3 separate regions of the Gossypium hirsutum genome follow, and regions 2 and 3 are each linked to region 1. A link is a contact called in public Hi-C data. All regions are on one chromosome and are shown on one strand. Each heading gives the region's core, a stretch centred on a gene start, on an enhancer-like site or on the middle of the called end of the contact. The rest is flanking DNA. Distances are from core to core; before and after follow the strand shown. Region 1 holds the start of LOC107909706 (plant intracellular Ras-group-related LRR protein 3). Region 2 has its middle 16 kb from the start of LOC107909708. Region 3 holds the start of LOC107909698 (protein DETOXIFICATION 29).

Evidence for each region. A called contact is a pair of places that touch in the nucleus more often than the background predicts.
Region 2: a contact with region 1 is called in a Hi-C map of leaf, with 3 times the contacts expected there. The contact joins the enhancer-like site here to the promoter of LOC107909706 in region 1. A contact is called at or near these places in 4 of 34 Hi-C or Micro-C datasets (all in leaf).
Region 3: a contact with region 1 is called in a Hi-C map of leaf, with 2.0 times the contacts expected there. The contact joins the promoter of LOC107909698 here to the promoter of LOC107909706 in region 1. A contact is called at or near these places in 6 of 34 Hi-C or Micro-C datasets (anther, callus, hypocotyl and 1 more).

Annotation. Positions count from the first base shown.
Region 1 is chrD02:60,070,576-60,073,834 of Gossypium_hirsutum_v2.1, forward strand. LOC107909706 (plant intracellular Ras-group-related LRR protein 3) reads right to left here and starts at 1,464. Exons shown (of 3, transcript XM_016837337.2): 1 at 577-1,464; 2 at 42-208. The coding sequence starts at 1,149. It overlaps LOC107909705, which reads right to left. Exons shown (of 4, transcript XM_041088915.1): 3 at 3,231-3,259; 4 at 2,028-3,119.
Region 2 is chrD02:59,880,768-59,884,026 of Gossypium_hirsutum_v2.1, forward strand. No RefSeq gene overlaps it. Among protein-coding and RNA genes, the nearest start is that of LOC107909708, 16 kb to the right of the region's middle. Within about 2 kb of position 1,689, at least 4 of the 9 cell types and tissues checked have an H3K27ac peak or open chromatin away from gene starts, as enhancers often do. A contact at or near this core is called in leaf, where this site is marked.
Region 3 is chrD02:60,217,206-60,220,464 of Gossypium_hirsutum_v2.1, forward strand. It overlaps LOC107909698 (protein DETOXIFICATION 29), which reads right to left and starts at 1,615. Exons shown (of 8, transcript XM_016837325.2): 1 at 803-1,615; 2 at 161-702. The coding sequence starts at 1,141.

The DNA.
Region 1 (3,259 bases), core at 214-2,713:
AACAAAAGTAGTACAAGAGTGAACAAAAAATAGTACAATACCTGCATCGTGCAATGCTTTCCGGGAGGGCATTTAGCTTGTTTCCCGAGACATCGAGGATCCTCAGATTAAGCAACAAACCAACGGAGTCAGGCAGATGTTGCAAATGATTGGAGGATGCATTAAGCTCCTCAAGTTTCTTTAGTCCTCCAATCGAATCAGGAATGACCTGGTTCTCAAGCACAAAAACACTAGTACATAAGCATCTACCCATACAGTTAAACAATTTACATATGTAAAGTAGTGAAGACCATAAGCAGCAGTTCTTTGTGCAAAACAGAGAAAAAATACCAATACCCTCAGTCTCATGAAATACGCCATACTTTTAGAACAGGAGATAAAGCAATTTTAATTGAATAGCGAAAAAGGAAAGAATCCAAGTATTTAGTTTATCAATTGGGATAGTGTTGATCCAAGGAACATAACGTGGCTACTATAGTTCTTAGTTTAAACATCACAGCTTTCGCAATTTCATCAAGCCTTGGGATCAATTTGGCATAAACAGAAGAAAAGATAATGAAAATAAACATATAATACCTCTATCTGGTTATTGGAAAGATTGAGATAAACCAAACCGTAAAGTTTACCAAAGGCCTCAGGCAATAGCCTCAACTGTCTTCCAGAAAGCTCAACTCTTTCAACCACCCCATTCTCAGCTTCTTTCAATATCCTCACAACATCCTCATTTACTTCATCATCGCCGTTCATTTGCTCGACAGCTGAGCAATACAGACGACCCAGATTCTCCTCCACCTCAGTCAACTGTCTCTCATAATCCTCGTGCAAGCCTTCCAATCTAAGCACGGTCTTATATATGTCGGCCTCCTGTAAGGAAGATTGGGTTTCTTGAATGTGGGTAATCTTGGAACGAGCGGCGGAGACAGCTGATGGATCGGGCCGAGGTCCTAGGGAGCGTAGGAGGGAATGGGTTTGGGTGACGGAGGTGGGGATGGATCGGGAAAGTGAAGCAAGGATTGATGGATCGGGTAAATGGGGGAAACGGGTGAGTAAATCCTGGCGGATTTGGGGAGGGAGTGATGGGTAATTGTAAGGATCTTGTTGGGAGAAGATGTAGGACAAAATGGGGAACTTTGAAAGATTAGGATCCATTAAGGTAATTGAAGGAAGCAGAGATGAAGGAAGCAAGGTCAGGGGGAGGGGGGGAGCATTGACGTGAGAGAACGACGAGAGAGTAGTGAACAGCAATGACTCATGGAGCTGATGAGCAGTGTCTCTCGGTTAGCAGTTAGCATCGCAACGCCGAATGCCAAATGGTACTTCTGGCATGCGCTGGACCTGGTCTACCGCTTTCCTTTGCTCACATCATCACATTCTATACTGTGCCTTTGGGTTCTAAATTTCTGAGCTAACAGTGGGTTCCTAATAATGGGCTTTTCATTTATTGGTGGCTTTGGAAGGAAAGGCTTCATAGGATGACCCAACATCCCCCCACAATACATTTTATTATTATGGGTAGGGTATCAATCACGTATGAACAATTCTATTATTAAAGTTCCAGTTTTATAACCAAACTTGATTTACATAAAATAAGATAGGTTGATTTACATAATTTATATTTAGTAAAAGAAAGTTGGAGCCATTTTATCATTGTGGATTCTTAAAGGTACAATAATCACGGCATTAATGTCTTCTATCAATTATACATAATTTTAATTCGTATAATAATAAATTTAACTTTCAATATTTATATTATTTGTCATTTGGGCCTTCATTTTTAAAAAAATCAATAAATTTGTTAAATTAGGATCAAATTAACAGAGATTAAATAACTCTAATTTTTTTAGAATGACCAATTTGTTCAATTTTAAAATTGGGAGAGATTATAAATTTCTTTTTACCTTTATATTATAACAACTCAATTAATAATAATTGTATTTATCCTCTCCTTAAAGATTTTGAACTAATCCAATATCTTTATCATACCAATTAAAATATGGTATTTATCATTATATATTTAATAGTCAATATTTCATCACATTAAAATATTTTATTATACAATTTTAATTGACTCAAAATTTGGTATACATTATTGAACATAAAATATAAGGGTGAAATTATTAAAATACTAATTATACACAAAATTATATATAAGTTGTGTATAAATCCCACAGAAGACAGACGCGTGATGAGTATTTTGAGGATTTGAGTCAGCCAGCCAGCCATACACACCCTGGCCTCTTGGTCCATTATCAACAATCAAAGGCTTTAACGTCGCTAATATCAGAGCCGGTCATAGCTTTCAAGTGGAAGATTAGACGCATGTGGGATCCATGATGGCTACACCATTCTCTTTTTTTAATAATGAACCACTCCGCTCCTTGTCCAAAATAGACTTCCCAAATTCATGCTTTCTCCATTAGCATCCTCTGTAGAATGGCTTGTTTGATGTAAATAAAAAGGAAATCAATCATATAATTAATACTCATGTTAGGAGGAGAAAAAGAAAAGATGGGCACATGGTAGGGATAACCTTAAAACCACTTTTATCTTTATCCCCAACAGATGATAACATAGAATCATCAAACTCTTTCATTTTCGACTTCAATATCCCTGCAAGATTGTATGGGGCACTGGCGACCCTTCCTTTGAATCAGGAGTCACAACCTCTCACTTCTTTTAATTAATTAAAACTCAGCTCAGCTGGAGTTGGAGTTGGAGACTTTTTTTTAAATTTAATCCAATATCTACAGTCCTCTCTCCTATATTGTACTTGTTCAATTTGTGTCTTGGATTGAAGGGAACTCTTTATTCTGTTTCTGTTGTGAATATATTTTAGCTTTATTCCGAGGAAATTATTGTGTCCCACTACTATATTTAGATCCTTTTGAGTGCATCTTCTTCATCGGTTAAATACCAGCTGTCAAGGGGGGGCGTGTTTTGTCCATTGCCTGGTGTTCAATAAATTCCAGTCATGACTCCATTCATCTGATTCTTCCAATGGTCCCTCCTATGCTTCCACAATTTATTGCAATTGCTACTTGGAATTTTGTTTGATATCGGAAACCACCATTGCTTCGGTGCTTCTTGTTGCCAATTTGCAAGTAAAGAGATGATCCAATCTGGCTAAAAAATGAACAAACAAACAAAAAATCACTGATCAGAAGTTAACTATGGCCCATTGCTTAGCACCATCATCAACAAAATTATCTTCAAATTAAAACCCAAAGCACCGTTTCTTCAGAACATCCCGATTCTTCCA
Region 2 (3,259 bases), core at 439-2,938, 190 kb before region 1:
CCCAAATAAATTAAATGTATATTGCTTTAAATCTTATATTCATTTTAGCCGACGTATAGAAAATAATTAAAATCGAGGTAATGTTTATTATTTTTGGAATTTGAGGAGCCGTGCTCCTAACTTACAGAGTATGACTTCTTTCTAAAATCAAAGAAATTGAATATCCTATTTAAAAATAAAAAATGAGATGTAAGTAATGATCAAATGGTGATTGTTCTTGTTTTCGAGGATTCAAAACATCGTGTCCTAACTTACGGGGCATGATCATTTCTTCTCGATTAACTTGAAGTAAGGCCTTTTAGTAGAATTTAATTTAGTTAAGCGATATTTTAATTAAAAAAAACATCATGCAAAGAGGGATCGTATTTTAAATTCTCTTCGAATTTTCAATTTTCGACATCAAAACATTAAGTGATCAACTAGGTACCAATTTTGGTGGTTATGAGGGTGCTAACCCTTCCTCATATGCAACCGACTCCCGAACTCATTTCCTGGATTTTGTAGACCGAAAATTATCGTTTTAATAAATCTAACATTTTATTAAAATGACCAAGTTTTGAGTGATTCAATCACACCTAAATAAAAAGGATTGGAGACGACTCCATTTTCATTTTAAAATAAAAAGTCGATTTTCAAAAAGGTTTCAACCATTATTATTAATATCAAAGTAATTATTATTATAAAAATTGAAGATTAAAATTTCAAGACTAAAAGTATCACATAATTAATTGAACGGAGAAAGTGATATTTAGTATCTGTATTTTCATAAAACATCTAATGTGATACTTGTATTTTGAAAATGTCTAACTTATACTTTCATAAAACGTACCATAATAAAAACACATTTTTAAAAAAATTCAAATATCACATTATATGTTTTATAAAAATATAGATTTTGGCATAATAACCCAACATTGTTAATATAAGAAACAACATTAAAAAAGCATCAACATGAATGTACACTTTAAAAATAAAAATAATTGGAGCTACTAAAAAAATCTAGAAAATACAAAACCAAATCTGGTAAAATAATCGATTTAATTTCATGCATTAATTAAAAAATATGTTAGAGATATATGATTATAAAAAGATTTGAAATTATTAATTAGTGAGATTAACAAAGAGGAAGAGATGGAGTTATGGTGGTTCATCCTTGGTTGGGGTAAAAAGCCACTAGATAATGAGTCACATAAAATGGTTGTAGGAGATAGGTTTGGTAGAAAAATGACGAGTTTATATATGAGAGATGAACTCATTATTTCATTATACTAGCAATGTCCTAAGATATAATTTTTTATATAATTGAATTATCAAATGCTTGCAATTGTATTATTTAACTAAAGGCTTAAGGCTATTTGGATGTTGAAGTTGAAATATGGTTTTAATTAGGTGGCAATTTTTCGAAACATCATGTGCAAACATAAATATAGTTTTTATTTTTTTTAAATTTATGTTTGTCACGTGACATTCTAAAAGGCTGTCATGTGGCACCACTAGTTGTCTAACAGTGTCAAGTCAACACAAACTAACGTTGTTAATGCAGATGTACTGACCTGGTTGACGGAATGCAAGTTCATGTATAGGTAAAAAAATTTTATGGACCAACTAGGTACAAATAGACAAATTCAGGGGCTAAATTATATATAATCCCTGAAAACAAAGTAAAGAATGCATGCACTGTTGAAGACTCCAGATATTTTCTTTATGGTGGCCCATTAATGGGACGTAAAGTTTGTGCTACATCAAATTCAGCCATTCACTTGATCGATTTAGTTTGTTTATCCAACAAAATTTCAAAAATTAGGTTGTAATATAATGATTTTTTTTTTACTTTTTTTCCTGCAAACCCAAATTTATTAGTTATGTAGTACTAACTTTATTTATTTGGCTTAACACTATGACCATCAGAAATAAATATAAATCATATTGTGGCAGATGTTGGGTCCATGGATTTTCTTCACATGTAGCAACCAACAGCCCATGCTCATGGATGGTTTCCTTGGGCTTCCTCTGTTACTGTTCAAACTCTAGAATAATGAAATTTGTGCGACAATCTTCACGTGGGTATGGGCGTTGTATACATATCCTTAAAGCCCACTGACCCAACTCTTCGGCTCCCCCTTGTTTTCTCTTCTATATGTACTAATGCTGCTGACTATGTCGGCAACTTTTGTAGGCCATTTCTGATTTTTGATCCTTCAACATTTACTCCCCCTTGGTTCAATAGTTCCCCCACTCCCTTTTATACTAAAAAGAAGCTTTTGTTTAGAGAAAAAGTAACATTGATTAACGTAGTCAAAATTGATATACTAAAATCTAATGTAATCCTTAAAAGAAATGATGATTGAAATCTTTCGATTAATTAGGGTAGGCCCATAAAATGAAAGCCTCTAAGAACAAAACTACTACTTTCCCAACCCCAACGATAAAAAAACTGTTGCCACTTCTTCTACTCATTCATGCACTTTTGAGCCACAATCACCTTAAAAAACAAAGAAAGAAGGAATGACTACTCATTGCCAATGCCTTGCACTGGATTTTGGATTAACATATCAAACCCTATCTTATTCTACTTTTTCTTATATTACAACTGACCAATGACTTAATTTGTTGTTTGGTGCTGATCCATATCTTGATTGGGATGGAACCTTATCATTATCCCTTATTCTTTTTGAATGGAAAAAGGGTTTTAGCCCCCCTTGGGATTAGAGTCTCCATTGTGTGTATGAAAAATGCTGCAGGATTGTAGTCATTTCCCCCCTACTTTTTGGATTTCATTGATTGCTTTATGATATATAGTTAACCTAATTTTTAGTACTATATTTAATGGGAGTTTGATTTTTGCAGCCATATTTACTAAATTGATATGACAAACTGTTTTTTTTTTTATAAATTAAGGGTAAATTACCAAGTTAGTCACCCAACTTTTAGCGCGTTTTCATTTTGGTTACCCAAAATGAAATCCTTCCAATTTCGTTACTCAACTTTTAGGCGCTTTCATTTTAGTCACTCGACCTTTAAGTCTCTAAACAACGGTTAACTTGTACACGACACACCATGTTTACACTTTCATTTTGGTCACTCAAAAAAAATTTAAATATTGATCAGGTAAGAAACATTAAGGGTTAAAGTGAAAAAGCAGTAGAAATTAAAATAATACTTTAAAAATTGTCAAATTGTACTTATTTACCCCTTGCTGAAAGTTCTATTTTTTTTCAATATTGAAATTTTAAATTTCAAAACATCAAAATCAATTAAA
Region 3 (3,259 bases), core at 365-2,864, 150 kb after region 1:
AGGGTTTAAACTCGTTCTTAAAAATGTTATAAAACATGTCTCAAAAATAGAATCAGATTGAAATAGGAAGAATAAATTTAGGGATTTATTTTTTGAAAAAAATAAAAAGACCTAATTCATTTTTAAAAGTGATTTTAAGTTTTCTGCCTAGGTGACTTACCAGAGCATTACTGCTGAAGCTAAAGACAATCTAACAAAACCCCACAGATGTTGAAATGCCTTCCCAGAGAAGCCGGTCCAAGTCCGATCACATGCACCGCTAATTATGTACAAAAACTGAGCCACAACAATGAAAATCCACGACATATTTAAAACAACGGCTGCACCCACTAGGCCCCATCCCAGCTTTAGCATCAAGAGCCAGCTTAATACAGTGTGCAGAACCAACGCCACTCCAGCTATCACCGCCATCACCATGATCTTGCTCTGCGCCTGTAAGAACTTCGCCATCGGAAAGTTGAACGCGTAAGCAAACAGTTGAGGCAACATCCATATTGCAAACATTCCGGCCGCCTTCGATATGCTTTCTGTTTGGCCTATTACCCTCAAAAATTTTGCCGCAAATATGTATAACAAGCTTAACATCAAAGCCGTTGAGTTGAGGATGACCCATGATCTTTGCATGTACACCCCTAACATATCAACCTGCCCTGCTCCAAATGCTTGGCCGCATAAAGTTTCGAGTGCACTTCCCATCCCAAGCTATTCAAGTTTTAATCAAGTATTGTGTGATTACTGTTATTTGTAACTAAGCTAACAAAACTAAAACTATTAACAAAGGAAATTTAATTTACAGATTTACCATGACGCCAAAGGAGAAACCGGCGATGACTGAATTCTCCACGGAGACGGCGGCAAGAGCTAGAGTGCCAACTTGGCCGGAAAAGACTTGAGTGATAGCGCCGAGGGAGTATCGGCAGAGAGATGTGAAGATGGCGGGGCCAGCAAGGAACCAGAGCTTCTTGGACTCTATCAGGTATTCTCTGAAGAAGTCACGGACGCCGTTGATCGGTGGGATGTCATCGATGCCGGGCGTGAAGGTGGTGTTTGATGGTCTAGAAAGTAACTGCTCCTGGTGGTGGCTGTCCTCGCCGACTAGCCGAGGGGAAAGAAGCGGTTGCTCAGCGTCCTCCATAGCCATAGGAGAGCACAAAGAGCAATCGGCCAAGATATATATAGATTATATGTTTGGCTAGAAGAATGCTGTGGTTGGAGATTGAGGTAGGGTTTGGATGGACGATTAGGTGCAGTACGGTGTGTTTAGTTTATTTTTTGTCTCACGCTACAGTATTGCTATAGTATCTAATTTTACCGTCACCGCTGTTTTTACACTAACCGCAGGTAAATGCACCGCCTATCTAAACTTACTCTGAAACGGTATAAATTTCTATTCGAATTTAAAAATAAAATTAAATCCGGGCAATTTATGTAAATATGTTGAAAAAAAAACATTTCAGAAATTACACTATCTTTTTAAAAAATTACCGAAACGACTTTTTTTTTATTATAAATTTTATCGATAATTTTTCCTACCATCAAATGTTTTGGTTTTTTTTGCTACATATGACTTTATTTCGGTCTAACATTCCTTTGGTATAAAATGATTTTGCAAAACATGATCAACTCCTTAATACAATGTTTTTATTCTTTTTCTTAAGGGCGAAAACAAAGTTAATATTTTACGCTTTATTCTTGCTCAACCTTTTTTACCATTATTTTAATATTTTAAATATTTATATTGTTATTTTAAAATTGTTTGGATATATTAGAATTAGAATAAAGGGGTTTTTTTTACTTAAATAATATAAAAAATAATATTTAAATACTAAAATGGTATTCTGGTTGAGGTTTATCTTGATCTAAATAGATAATTATATTTAATTAAGTACTTCAATTAACCTCAAACTTCAATTCAATTCATAATTCACCATTTATATAAAATTACTAATTTATCCCTAACATTTTAACTTTTTATAATTTAGTCCTTAAGCTTATAATTTAAAATCTAACTATTTTAATCTAAATCCATGTTAATCAAACATGCAAGGGACCTTAAAAAAACTCTTATTTACCATCATTTCACAAACAAACCCTAGAATTTATACCTTTAACAAATTAGTCCATAATTCCAAAATTCATCAAAAATCTTTTAACAAAACTTGTTTAATTTTCAACAAAGATTCATAATCCATCGTTTAAAATCACAAACTATTCAAAAACATCCATGGCATAACCCTTAAGCTTTAACGGTTTTACAAATTGACCCTTGGGCTAGCTAGATTATGCTACAACAAACTCAAAAACATAAAAATCATTAAAAACGGGGCTCAGAATCACTTAGATGCACTAAAAGAAGCTTGGACGAACCTAGACCTAACCTTAAATGATGAATTTCGATGGTGATAGGAAGAAATGAAGAAGATGAACATGTTTTCTTAGTTTATTTTAGTTTTATTTATTCATCTACCTTTTCGCACTTTAAAAACTATCAAAATTGCAATAAAACCTAATCCATATAAATCCACTAACTAATCAAATGGTCTAATTACCATTTAATTCCTTTAGTTTAAGATTCCATGCCTATTAGACTTCTTTAGCTAATAGAACTCAACTTTTTCATATTTTACTGTTTAGTCTTTTTTACTTAATTAATTAAGCAAACATCAAATTTTCTTAACGAAATTTTAATACGACCTTACTATAATTCCATATAAATTAAAATAATAATAAAATAATAATTTACTCATCAAATTTGTGGTCTCAAAACCACTATTTCGATTTCACTGAAAATGAGTTGTTACATAAATTGATTGATATTATCAAAATTAAATTGAATTTATGCAAAGAATATGACTTTTTTTTTCAAATTAAAAATCAATGTCAAATTTTTTTATTTTTTTTCAATTTTCTATTTAGGCCTTAAATTGAAAATGATTTTTATTAAGCGGAGCAATTTATTCAATAACAAATTTACCAAATGTTTTGTTATATAAAAAAATGGGGAGATTGTTAAACTAAGGTTTATTTGATAATATGTTTTGATATAAAAAATTAAATTATTTTTGAATAAAAGTTGGAGTTGAACAAAATTACAAAATATTGGAAAAATAATTTCTCAAATGAAGTCTAAGAGAAGAAAATTTTGAACACTTATTTTGAAGTCTTAGAAAATTTTTGAATCAACTTTAAAATAAAGTTAAAATTATTTTAAACAAGTAAGAATTCTTTCAAATAATCAAACTATTTTTAAAATAAGTCA